Regions from separate parts of the Mus musculus genome. Here regions 1 and 3 are each linked to region 2. A link is a contact called in public HiChIP or PLAC-seq data. All regions are on one chromosome and are shown on one strand. Each heading gives the region's core, a stretch centred on a gene start, on an enhancer-like site or on the middle of the called end of the contact. The rest is flanking DNA. Distances are from core to core; before and after follow the strand shown. Region 1 holds the start of Limch1 (LIM and calponin homology domains 1). Region 2 overlaps Limch1 (LIM and calponin homology domains 1). Region 3 has its middle 23 kb from the start of Limch1.

The links. HiChIP or PLAC-seq counts read pairs in DNA pulled down with a chosen protein or histone mark.
Region 1: an H3K4me3 HiChIP or PLAC-seq map of forebrain shows a contact between it and region 2, with 7 times the contacts expected there. The contact joins the promoter of Limch1 here to the enhancer-like site in region 2. A contact is called at or near these places in 8 of 39 promoter capture datasets (the 3T3-L1 cell line, embryonic stem cells, liver and 3 more), 3 of 484 Hi-C or Micro-C datasets (the HL-1 cell line, bone marrow-derived macrophages and embryonic fibroblasts), 19 of 115 datasets of contacts at active chromatin or transcription factors (VIP interneurons, craniofacial prominence, embryonic basal ganglia and 12 more) and 3 of 9 other capture datasets (adipose tissue, embryonic stem cells and liver).
Region 3: an H3K27ac HiChIP or PLAC-seq map of neural progenitor cells shows a contact between it and region 2, with 8 times the contacts expected there. The contact joins two enhancer-like sites. A contact is called at or near these places in 3 of 15 datasets of contacts at CTCF or cohesin (the NIH/3T3 cell line, embryonic stem cells and large pre-B cells), 16 of 484 Hi-C or Micro-C datasets (bladder smooth muscle, bone marrow-derived macrophages, cerebral cortex and 6 more) and 12 of 115 datasets of contacts at active chromatin or transcription factors (VIP interneurons, cardiomyocytes, differentiating embryonic stem cells and 5 more).

What each region holds. Positions count from the first base shown.
Region 1 is chr5:66,744,399-66,747,692 of GRCm38.p6, reverse strand. It overlaps Limch1 (LIM and calponin homology domains 1), which reads right to left and starts at 1,804. Exons shown (of 26, transcript NM_001001980.3): 1 at 1,688-1,804. The coding sequence starts at 1,783.
Region 2 is chr5:67,009,014-67,012,582 of GRCm38.p6, reverse strand. All of the region lies in intron 13 of Limch1 (LIM and calponin homology domains 1), which reads right to left. Among named protein-coding and RNA genes, the nearest start is that of Gm33040, 11 kb to the right of the region's middle. Within about 2 kb of position 1,457, at least 49 of the 459 cell types and tissues checked have an H3K27ac peak or open chromatin away from gene starts, as enhancers often do. A contact at or near this core is called in VIP interneurons, adipose tissue, embryonic fibroblasts and 5 more, where this site is marked.
Region 3 is chr5:66,721,579-66,725,164 of GRCm38.p6, reverse strand. No RefSeq gene overlaps it. Among named protein-coding and RNA genes, the nearest start is that of Limch1, 23 kb to the left of the region's middle. Within about 2 kb of position 1,869, at least 18 of the 459 cell types and tissues checked have an H3K27ac peak or open chromatin away from gene starts, as enhancers often do. A contact at or near this core is called in neural progenitor cells and oligodendrocyte precursor cells, where this site is marked.

The DNA of each region.
Region 1 (3,294 bases), core at 555-3,054, 270 kb after region 2:
TTGATCTATGGGGAGATGTAATAAATATGTGTACATATTCCAAAATTCACAGAGATGTGAGATTCAGATTTGCATTCTATCCTGCATGGAGTTTATACCACAATGCACTTTTAAAGGCAGGACATGTATGTCAATATTACTATAAATTACTATCAGTTACTATCAAAGAAACTGGGAATAAATCACGTGCCTATGAGAAAACAGAGGCTAATTTCCCCCCCAAAAAATTCAAGAAGTTGAAAGAAGCTGTCACACAACTCTCCACTACTGTCTCCAGTGAGCCTGTGAGCCCCAAACTCAGAGAGAACACCTGTCATGCTCCAAGCCTTCCATCAAAATAAGCCTTCCATCAAAAATAAGAGGCTAACGTCGTTTTCTCATCTGGTAGTAAGTTACATCTGGTAGTTACAAGAGACAAGCCAGCCCTGACTTTTAGTAATGGTGCCTGGTATATATTGTTTCCTTAGTTCCGTTTTTAAATAGATGGCTCCAAACGCTAAGGAGCTTTTTTGCATCCATGAAGCTGGTTGACCCTGAAAGGTGGCGGCCTGTGGCTGAGCCTTCCAGCAATAGCCTCTGCAGGCAACCCAGCAGGTTTAAATATACAGCCCTATAGTTCTATCACCCTACCAACATTGGAGACCTGGGCTGTCCCAAGGGTGGGGATGGGGTCGCTAAGCGACCATCTGAGTTCTCTGAAGCGTATTCTTGCTTGGTCACGACTTAGCTGCACACATCCTCCTTTGAACTCTCAGGCCAAGGGGGTTGCGCGCCATTTAGCCAAATTCCTCTTCTACAAGGCATTTTAAAAGGTGGTTCATAGGAATTCCAAGAGTGGATCACAAATCACCTCTCCCACTCTCGCCCTCCACGCGTCCTGAACCCAAAGACCGGATTGTTTCAGAATAGCAGGGCTACTGAGCTGCACCTGCAGATAGACATCATGAATCAGGATCACCCAGCGAGCGCTTCCTGGACTGAGCCGAGAGCTCCAGTGATTTCCTTGGCCTTCCACCGAGTCATTTAAGAAGTGAAATGTGCCAACCTGGCCCGGTACGGGGCCTGCTGCAGCCCACCCTGCGGTCTCTGGGACAACCGATAGCTGGGCAGCGTGTCTACGGATAGCGCACTCACAACTAGGTCTTGCAGGTTCCCCCCTACGCTGTGCTCTGCGCCAACCTTGCACCTGAACGGGTGCCAGAACACAGCCAAGAGGCTTGGATGGGTATGAGCCTCAGTGGTGATACTGCCAACTCTGCTCCGGAAGGGAGAAGAGAGAGGCCAAGGGAATGTGGAGCAGTGAGCGGGACACCCCGAAATGCGGCTCCCGCAAAGGGCTCTGGAAGCTCGAGCCCCTGTAGCCTTTGCAGCGCTACGGCTCGCACTGCGCTTTCCGTAGCAGCACTTGCAAACCAAGCGGAGATTGCGAGCTCCGCAGGCAGCAGGGATGAAGGCGCAGGGGACAGCCTCTTGCCCCTGGGCGCACAGCTAGACCGCAGTGTCCCCCCTGTTCACGCCCACCATCCCAGAGCCCCAACGCCAAGGGATCTCAGTCTTCCGAAGGCCGCGGAGGATGACCTGGGGAAGCTGGCCACGAAAGTGGGGGAAGGCTGGACCTGAGGTCGCTGCTCTCGGGGCAGCAGCTTGGGGCGCCCCTGCAAGGCCGCCCGCCGGTGGCGGCACCTACCTCGATCCACTTCTGTGCCTCGGCGAAGGCAGGCTCCGGAGGTGGTTCGGGCTGCAGGGGTTGAAGGACTTCCAGACCGAGAGCGGGGCAAGCCATCTGCGAAGCCCGGCGAGTACTGGAGCGCTCGGCCGCCGGGATGAGCACAGCCTCCTCCGCAGGAGCGCGCTCTCCGCCCCTTCCCGCCCGCCGCGCTCTCCAGCCGCCTTCCCCGCCCCCACCGAGCGCAGGTCCCGGAGGACAGCGGCGCGCACTGCCGGAGGACACCGTGGCCACCTCAGCCAGTGGCGCCCGGGCCCGCCGCTTCGTCCCCTCCCCCAACTAAAAATAACCTGCCAGGAGCTCCGGGCGTCCTTCCCGGGCTCATGCAAGGACCGTGGGAGGAACACGGCCCGCCACCCCGCTTGTCCTGCCTCCGGCCGGCTACTTTGGGTAGCAGGTCGAGCTGCACCTTGGGTGAAGCTGGGCGGGGAAACAGCACTACTGCGGCAGAACTGGAGGACTGACTGGCACCTGCTGTCCCTCCCAGCTACAGACCTGAGGCCTAGAGCTGCAGCTCCGGACCCAGCACTCTAAGGTGTTCACAAGGCAACCGCCAGATCTTTCTGTTAAAAGGGGAGGGACTCCCCGCAAGCTACCTGGGCCTTAGCCTGTTGACTCATTCACAGGATTTATTCAGCTCTTATTATTCTCCAACCACCAAGCTAGGAACCTAGGACTGCCGGATTGGGAATGGGGGGTGGGGTGGGGGCAGGGAGGGATAAAACAAAAACAAACAAACAAACAAACAAACAAAAACTCCTAAAATGTGTGCTGGTTAGTTTTATGTCAAGTTGACACATGTTAGAATTATCTGAAACAAGGGAACCTTAACTGAGAAAATGCGAGGGAGAGCCTAGCCCATTGTGGGTGGCACCATCCCTAGGCTGGTGGTCCTGGATTCTATAAGAAAGTAGGCTGTGCAAGCCATGAAGAGCAAGCTAGCAAGCAGCACCCTTCTATGGCCTCTGCATCAGCTCCTGCCCTGCTTGAATTCCTGTCCTAATTTCCTTTGATTAGGAACAGCGAGATAGGGAAATGTAAGCCAATACCCTTTCCTCCCCCGTTGCTTTGATAATGGTGTTTCATCACAGCAAGACACAATTCTAAGAACTTGCCTTCAAGATACGTACACTTAGACTGGGATATAGCTCAGTTGGTAGAACGCTTACCCAGCATGCAGCTCACCCTGCTTTCTGTCCCCAGCGTCATGTCCTTGGAAGTACAAGCTCATAATCCCAGCACTCACTAGGTGCAAGCAGAAGATCAGAAATTCAAAGTCATCCATTGCACAAGCCAACTTGAGCTATATGAGACACCGTTCTCTGTATGTATTTCTCTAGATATTCACAATACCGATATTCACACTGGGGAGCAGACAATAAACATGGGAATCAAAAGATGTTGTAGAATGAGCTATCTGGTAAGAGATGGCCTGTGTTGAGGAGAGAAGGTGCCAGTTGATTTTTAATAAGCTGCTCATGTTGCTCTTGAAATGGCTGCACCAGTGCATTTGGGAGGCAAGCATGCTGGGAGAGGCCTGGAGGAGGGACAAGTGGAGAAGGAAACTG
Region 2 (3,569 bases), core at 208-2,707:
TTGACACGGATGGTAGCATTTAACCATCAGGGTGATCTTAGACAGTATCAGCCTGGTTCCTTCACAAAGGCTGAAGGTAAGTGGCTCGCAAGGGTCCCAGTGCCAGGAGGCCAGAGAGGTGGAAACTCTAAACTGGTTCAATCCTCAACCCAGGCCATCAGTGGCCTGAGAGCCATATTTACCATTGGTGATCTCTCAGGATTTAAGAGTTTCTGACCCAGAAGAAGAAACTAAGTACTGAGACTTTCAAGTTCACTGCAGAAACAATCCAAGCTGCCATTTCTCTTCCCTTTCTGCCCCGGACCAACTGTTCATTATTCTGCAGAAGGTTAGAACTTCCTGGAATCCTTCAGGGCAGGAGGCAGTTCAGTCAGCCCCAGAGCAGCCAAGACCGTGCTGTCCCCAGCCAGGCAGCCAGCCATTCAGAGTGCCATTCAGGGTGGAAAACAAATGTCGTTCTAAAATAAATGCATCATCTATGCAATCCATGCTCAAACGCTTAGTTTAAATGCATACTATTCACCCAAATCAAGCCACCACTAGCTAAATGTTCAGAGAGAGAGAGAGAGAGAGAGAGAGAGAGAGAGTGTCAAGAAGGCTGAAACTCAACTTAAAACTCTTTATATGCACCAAGAGAAAGAAGGGGCTATTTTTAAAAAATGAATTTAAAAGTGGTAATGTACCAGGCACCTTCTATTTTTCTATAAAGTTTTCTGAGCTCTGTAGCACACAAAGGCTATCTGTAATCAAGGGAAATTCCCAAAGCTGGTTTAATGAACCCAAGTCTGGCTTCTCCATCCTGAATGCTTGTTATTTCTGTATTAATGGCATTACATCCAAGGAAATGAGTTCAAAGTTGGCAGTCTTAACCAGCCCAGATAGAATCAGAGGTTTGCTCCTAAAACACACCCTTGCTGGCGAATGTGCTTTCTGACTCGTGCGTTCTGTCCCTTTGGTTACAGCTCGGAAGATAGGTCTTCCATCCTTCCACTGGAAACAGTTTTTCAAGGATGAAAACAAACAAAAACAGAGTCCTGGAAGGGAATGAATGAGCACACGGAAGGGTGTGCGTGAGGCTAAGCCAGGAGTTGGCGTCCCCTTCACCAAGAACTCCATCCAAACTAGCCTTACTGCCTGACTCAGCTCCAAGACCAGAGGCAGGAGGAGGCAGATTCCTGGCTTCAGAATCACACCGTTTAGCCACAAAAATCTACCTAGCTACTGGCTGCTCCCCAGCCTTGTCAGATTGGCAGAGAGCAATCACAGGATGGATGGTAGCTGAAGCAATCACAGGGATGGACGACAGCCGTTAAGGCAGAAGGGTGAGAGCCGGCCCAATACCTAAGCTACAGCTCATCGTTTGACCTCCATCGTTTAAATGGCGATGTCCAAGGACCTTCCTGGGACTATTCTGGGATGGTGAGAGATTTTCTGGCTCCAGGCCTTGACTAACTGGACGCAAGCCTGGAAAACCAGTGTATTTGTGTCCTGGCACTATGACCCAGTGCCACATTGCTATGCGTGTGATTCTCCTTTTGCCTTAAGAATCTGTCCCCACTAGAAGGAGAAGCAGCAAGCCAGCAGATCCATTCCTCTACGCTTTAATTACCTTCCCCGCCACACACACATTTGGACCATGCTAGCTACTGGATGCTTTTCAAGCCACTAAAGATGGGCTGTGTTCAATTTATCTCCTCTGGCACATATCATCTTGAAATTGCTAAACAATTTTTATATACAGATATACGTTAGTATTTAATAGATTTTCATTTCAAGAACATTAATCTACCAACCTTAAGATGACTTCTGGTTGGGGAAAAACACTTTCCTGTCGACATTTGACAGGAATCTGCAGTTGGTGTCAACTGCGAGGCAAACAGCGCCTACCCGGATGCCTTTGTCCTGCCCTCACTGAGAAGCAGAAGGAGCAAGAAAGATCTGATTGTTCCCCTGGGTCAGAAAACAGAAGGAAACTGCTGATTTTTTTTTTTTTTTGAGGAGGGCCACAAGCTTGTTGAAGACAAGGGACAAACAGCCCCACCTCATCACTCAGTCTGAGAAAAGCTCACAGAGTGCTTGAGGTACCCAAGAGCCGGGCTTGGCTCATCACACAAGAACTGCCATCGACCACTGGGGGCTCCGACATTGGGGATGAGTGACTGTGTGAGAGAAGTTTGGTCAGTCTTCATGAAATGGAGTGACCGGGGGTCTCTGTGCCTGGAGAGTGGAATCTTGGAAGCCCAGGTGGTAGAAGAGAGCCAAGACTGGAGAACACAACAGATACAGAAAGAGCCAGGGGAAGAAATAAGCGATAGAGTCTCCTAGAAAGAGCTGTTGACAGCTGCCTGACTTTTAGGGAATGAACTGGACTGACGGACACCAGCAGCTGGGAGAAGACAAAAAAATCCATCTCATACATATAAAATTCACATCTGCTCAAAATGGTAATTTCGATAATCTTATGTAAATTCCCCAAATCTTTATATTTCTCCCTATTTTGTATTTCTAGGGGGAAAATGTACTATTTTACCTTGTACTTGATTATGGTAATACAAAAAATAAGGGCTCCTGTGGGCTACAAGTCACCTGGACACCAAGCTAAGTGCTTGGCAGATGTGCAATCTCACAGTAACTATCTGGCATGTATTAGTCTAGGTAATAGTGCTCCAGTACTTACTTCTATACACAAACTGAAGTCAGACACTTACTTAACCATGTTCAGGCCGTGTTTGGCCTACTGCATGGAGTTCTTGAGGTAATTTGGGAGAGGGTCATTTTCAGACCACCAAGCAGGGAGGAGATCCAAATGCAAGCGTGACTGACAACGGCGGACAGAAACCGCCAGCACCACCGTGGAGATAGCTTTGAGGGAGACTGCACTAGCCAAGTCTCTTGTTGTGGTAAAAATACAGGGTGAAAGCAACATAAGGGAGGGAGGCTGCCTTGGGCTCTTGGTTCAAGGGGATACAGTCCGTCATGGCAGCAGGAGCACGAGGGTGCTGGCCACACTGCGTCTGCTGTCGGAAAGAAGAGATGGACGCTGGTGCTCAGCTCCCATTCTCCCTGTTCCTCAGACTATTTGATGATGCCATCCACGTTTAGAGTGGGTCTTCCCACCTCGGTGGTTAACCCAGCCGAGACACGCTCGGAGGCTTGTCTCCTAGGCAACTCCAGAGTCTATCCAACTGACAGTCAACACTGAATATCATGAAGATGGAAGTGCGACTTTCAATAGGCTACAAACATAGAATCGGTTCATCTTCAGCTCAGGGAAACATCTGAATCTCTTCCCAACCCTCTAGTCTAGGATGCTGTATGTGCATTACAACAGGATCTTCTAACATAAGCCAGCATTCTAAAATGCAAGGTGCTAGGTTTTTATTGGGCTTCTAACACACACACACACACACACACACACACACACACAGAGAGAGAGAGAGAGAGAGAGAGAGAGAGAGAGAGAGAGAGAGAGAGAGAGAGAGAGAAGATGTGGAGAGATCTCACAAGTATCAGGGAGGGAAGGGAACCGGTGTCTCTGTCTGGAAAGGACAGCATCTAGTCTGCAATAC
Region 3 (3,586 bases), core at 620-3,119, 290 kb after region 2:
GCCCATCGCCCTTATTCTCTCCTCCAAAGAAGCATATGGTAGCCTACAGGGATGGACCTATATTCCAATAACTCCTTGATCAAAGAAAGAAAAAAAGAATTGTTTCTAATCCATAGCTAAAAATTACAGTAAAAGACGAATGTTGGATCACATAGCTCTTTGGGACCAGTCATTGAAGCTCAAGAGACAGTGATTGGCCTGATGAAGGTCGTGTATCAACTGTGTTCAAGAGATAAACCCTATTATAGCACCAAGTTAAGGGTACTGGGTCTCACCAGCTCCATAAAGGAAATTCAATGTTATAACTCATGTACATCCATCTCTGATAGGAAAAACGTTCATCTTATTGATATTATAAATAGAAAATATCTCTAGCAGATAGTAATTTTATATTGCAACACTTCAAAGCAATGGTTCTTAAACTGTGGGTTGCGACCCCTTTGGGGCTGCATATTAGAAATCTACATTACGATTCATAACAGTAGTAAAATTACAGTAATGAAGTAACAATGAAATAATTTTATGGTTGGGGGTCACCACAACATGAGGTATTAAAGGGTCACAGCATTAGGAAGGTTGAGAACCACTGACTTAAAGGCTGTGATTTTTTTTTATTTAAGAATTTGTTTAGATTGAGTGATTGATAAAAGATTATTGCTCTCACAGCCAGGAATATTAATAGTTGGATTTTTTTTAACTGAGATCCCTCATGAAAGTTTTTAATTTTTAACTTTTGTTAAATCAAATGAAAAAATTTAAGAGTGAATTCAGAAGGCCAAAGGAGCTTTGTAGGAAAGGGAGAAAAAAACTGTGTAACCTCTGTCTCACCTTCTGGTGCATGTTTATTTAAACATTCTGCCGATGTTGATATGATCCACCAAGAATGTAAGCCAGGTTCAGTACAATGAGATATGATTTATTTACAAATCTGCAGAGCTCAGGCTCCTTTTATAACAAAAGTTAAGAAAATAAACAGAGTGTACAAGCCTTCAGACAAACAGTGTCAACCTATAAACTCAAAAACAGAGTTGGGACAACTCCAACCCGTAAGCAATGTTGTTTTTCCAGAGCAAATATTTGACCAGTAGTCAAATAAGGAGAGATTACACTGAGATAATGTAGCTATAGCATCCTCTGGATCAAAGTCTCAGCCATTTCTCTGACTCCAATCTCAAGAATCAATCGTTACATCAAAACGAGAACAGAACTCACCAACACCCCATTTTCTTTTTCAAAGGCCTTGATCTTGGTTGGAGACAGTGTCAGCAGACCAAAGCACTCTAGGACACTTGTCTTTCTCAGCACATGGGCTTGAAAATCTCAAGTGGCCCAACTTCTTGGAAGTACCAGAACTCAATCCTATAAATAGCTGGGATTTGCACTTTTAAAAAAAAAATTCACTTCAAAATATAGTAGAACCTGTAGTGAGTGGTAGCATTCTCTTGTAATCCCAGCACTCAGAAGGCTGAGGCCAGAAGACAGAAAGCGGAGGGCTATTAGCAAGCCATTCTGGGAAACACACATAGGCACAAATGACTCCTCCTAAGATGGCCTCAACTCTTCAGCTTTTTTCAGATGCTTAGTGTATTCTGTGCTGACCTTCGTCTGCATGCTCAAGGGGTTAACGAATGAATGTCATGATTTTCGGAGTCTGCCGCACTCAGGAAGCCTTGCCGTGCATTTTAATTCCTGCTTTGCATAGGCATTTGTACAATAAGAAATCTTGCTTCCCAGTCCTGAAGCCTGAATAGGATTTTCCCTCTCCCCACCAAAGCAGTCTGATTCACTGGATCCCTGGAGGAGGAGATAGCAGGGTTGGACAGTTGACATAACAGGAAAGTAGTTCTTCTAGGTTCCTGTACCAGGAAATAGCTCCTTACTGCCAAGACTGTAAACCCCAGGGCCAGACCCCAGTCATATGGAGCCCGATGTTCTCTGTGCAGTTCCATGGCTACTGGAGGAATAAGGCTTTGAAGAAGGAGAAAAAAAAATCATGTCTAAAATACATCCTGTTGAGCACAGAGCAAACACAGAAACCTTTGTCCCAGATTGTATCGTGTGCCGGACAAAGACTGCCAGTCACGACTCTCTTCCCATTTTGGACAAGCAAATCCTTCCTTTAAAAGAAAAATACGTACAAGATAGAAGTCAGTCCGAACCGCTGAGCCAAGAGAGGGGGCAACCCAATTGCCCTCTGGTTTGATTCAGAGAGACTAAAGAAAGTTTCAGGGGATTATGTGGTTGCCCTTCGTGATATTTTAAAGCTTGAATGGCAGCATATGTACCCCCAAAGATTCCCAGTTGCGCGCCAATAAAACTTCCAGTCCCAGCTGAGCACTGTCTCACGACACTTCCGAGTTAAGTCCAGCCAGACACGCACTGACTCCCGTTAACCACATTTCCCTTAGTTTTTTTAACATGTGTATTCATTGGGGGGGAGGGGTGTCAGAGGTCAGCTTGTGGGAGCCATTTCTCTCTTTCTACCATTTAGTTCTCGGATATGAAACTCAGGCTGTCAGGCTTGGCCACAAGCACCTTTTCCTGCTGAACCGTCTTGCTGGCCCTTCTATTTAAACACATTGATGACCGACCAGCCTTTCTGATTTCTAACCCACTGTTCCCTTTCTTGGTGGGGATGCTCCTACAGATCTCTGACGATGCTTTGTCACAAGCAGTATTTCGGAGACACCTAGTCTATTTGCACAAAACACCTCAGTCATTCAGGTCCCATGGGCCACTTGGCCCAACCTTCTAGATGCACCTTATTTTTTTTTGATAATTTTTTAAATTTTAATTAAGATATAATTATATCCTTTCCCCTTCTTTTTTTCTCCCCCACAACTCCTCCTCAGTTCAAGCCATCCCATCTGGGCCCCTCTACACCTACCCCACAAAGACATTTAAATTGTTTTAGTTTGGCTTCTTACAATATAGTCCCATCCTCCTGATTCTCTTAACTGCCGACCTCAGCACACTCAAGTTTGGGAAGGTAATTTGGGCAGGTGAAGTTTATAATCCGTACCATCTGCAGACCACAGCAGCTAGAAGCCAAGTGACTGGCAGCAGTCATTTTGTGAGTTTCTCAGAGAGAGAGGCATGCCCTGTTCAGATTTGAATTTCCACGGGATTCTACCACTATGCTTTGATCAAAGTAGACACCTAATACATATTTAGGAGGAAAAGTAGGCTAATCTATCTCTAGGGTCTGCTTCCAATTTTTAAAATATCTGTAATATATATGATGTGCATGTAGCTGGAAGAGAGTTTGAGCCCTTTATAAAGCAGCTTGGTTGAATTATAAGTCACGTGCCATACAGTCCAGCCATGTAAAGTGCACAGCCGCACGGCTTCAGTATATTTAGTCCTGTGCCACCACTGGAGCCAATTTCAGAGTACCCATTACCCAAGAAGGAGGAGTCCCATCCCTGTTATTACTCACTCCTGTTACTTCCCAGTTTCCCCAAGGCCCAGGCAAATACTAACTATTTTAGGGTTCTCTGGATTTTCCCATTCTGGACATCCATCTAGACAGAGTCATACAAAATGAGGTCTAATGCACTGACATCTTTCATTTTCCACAATACTT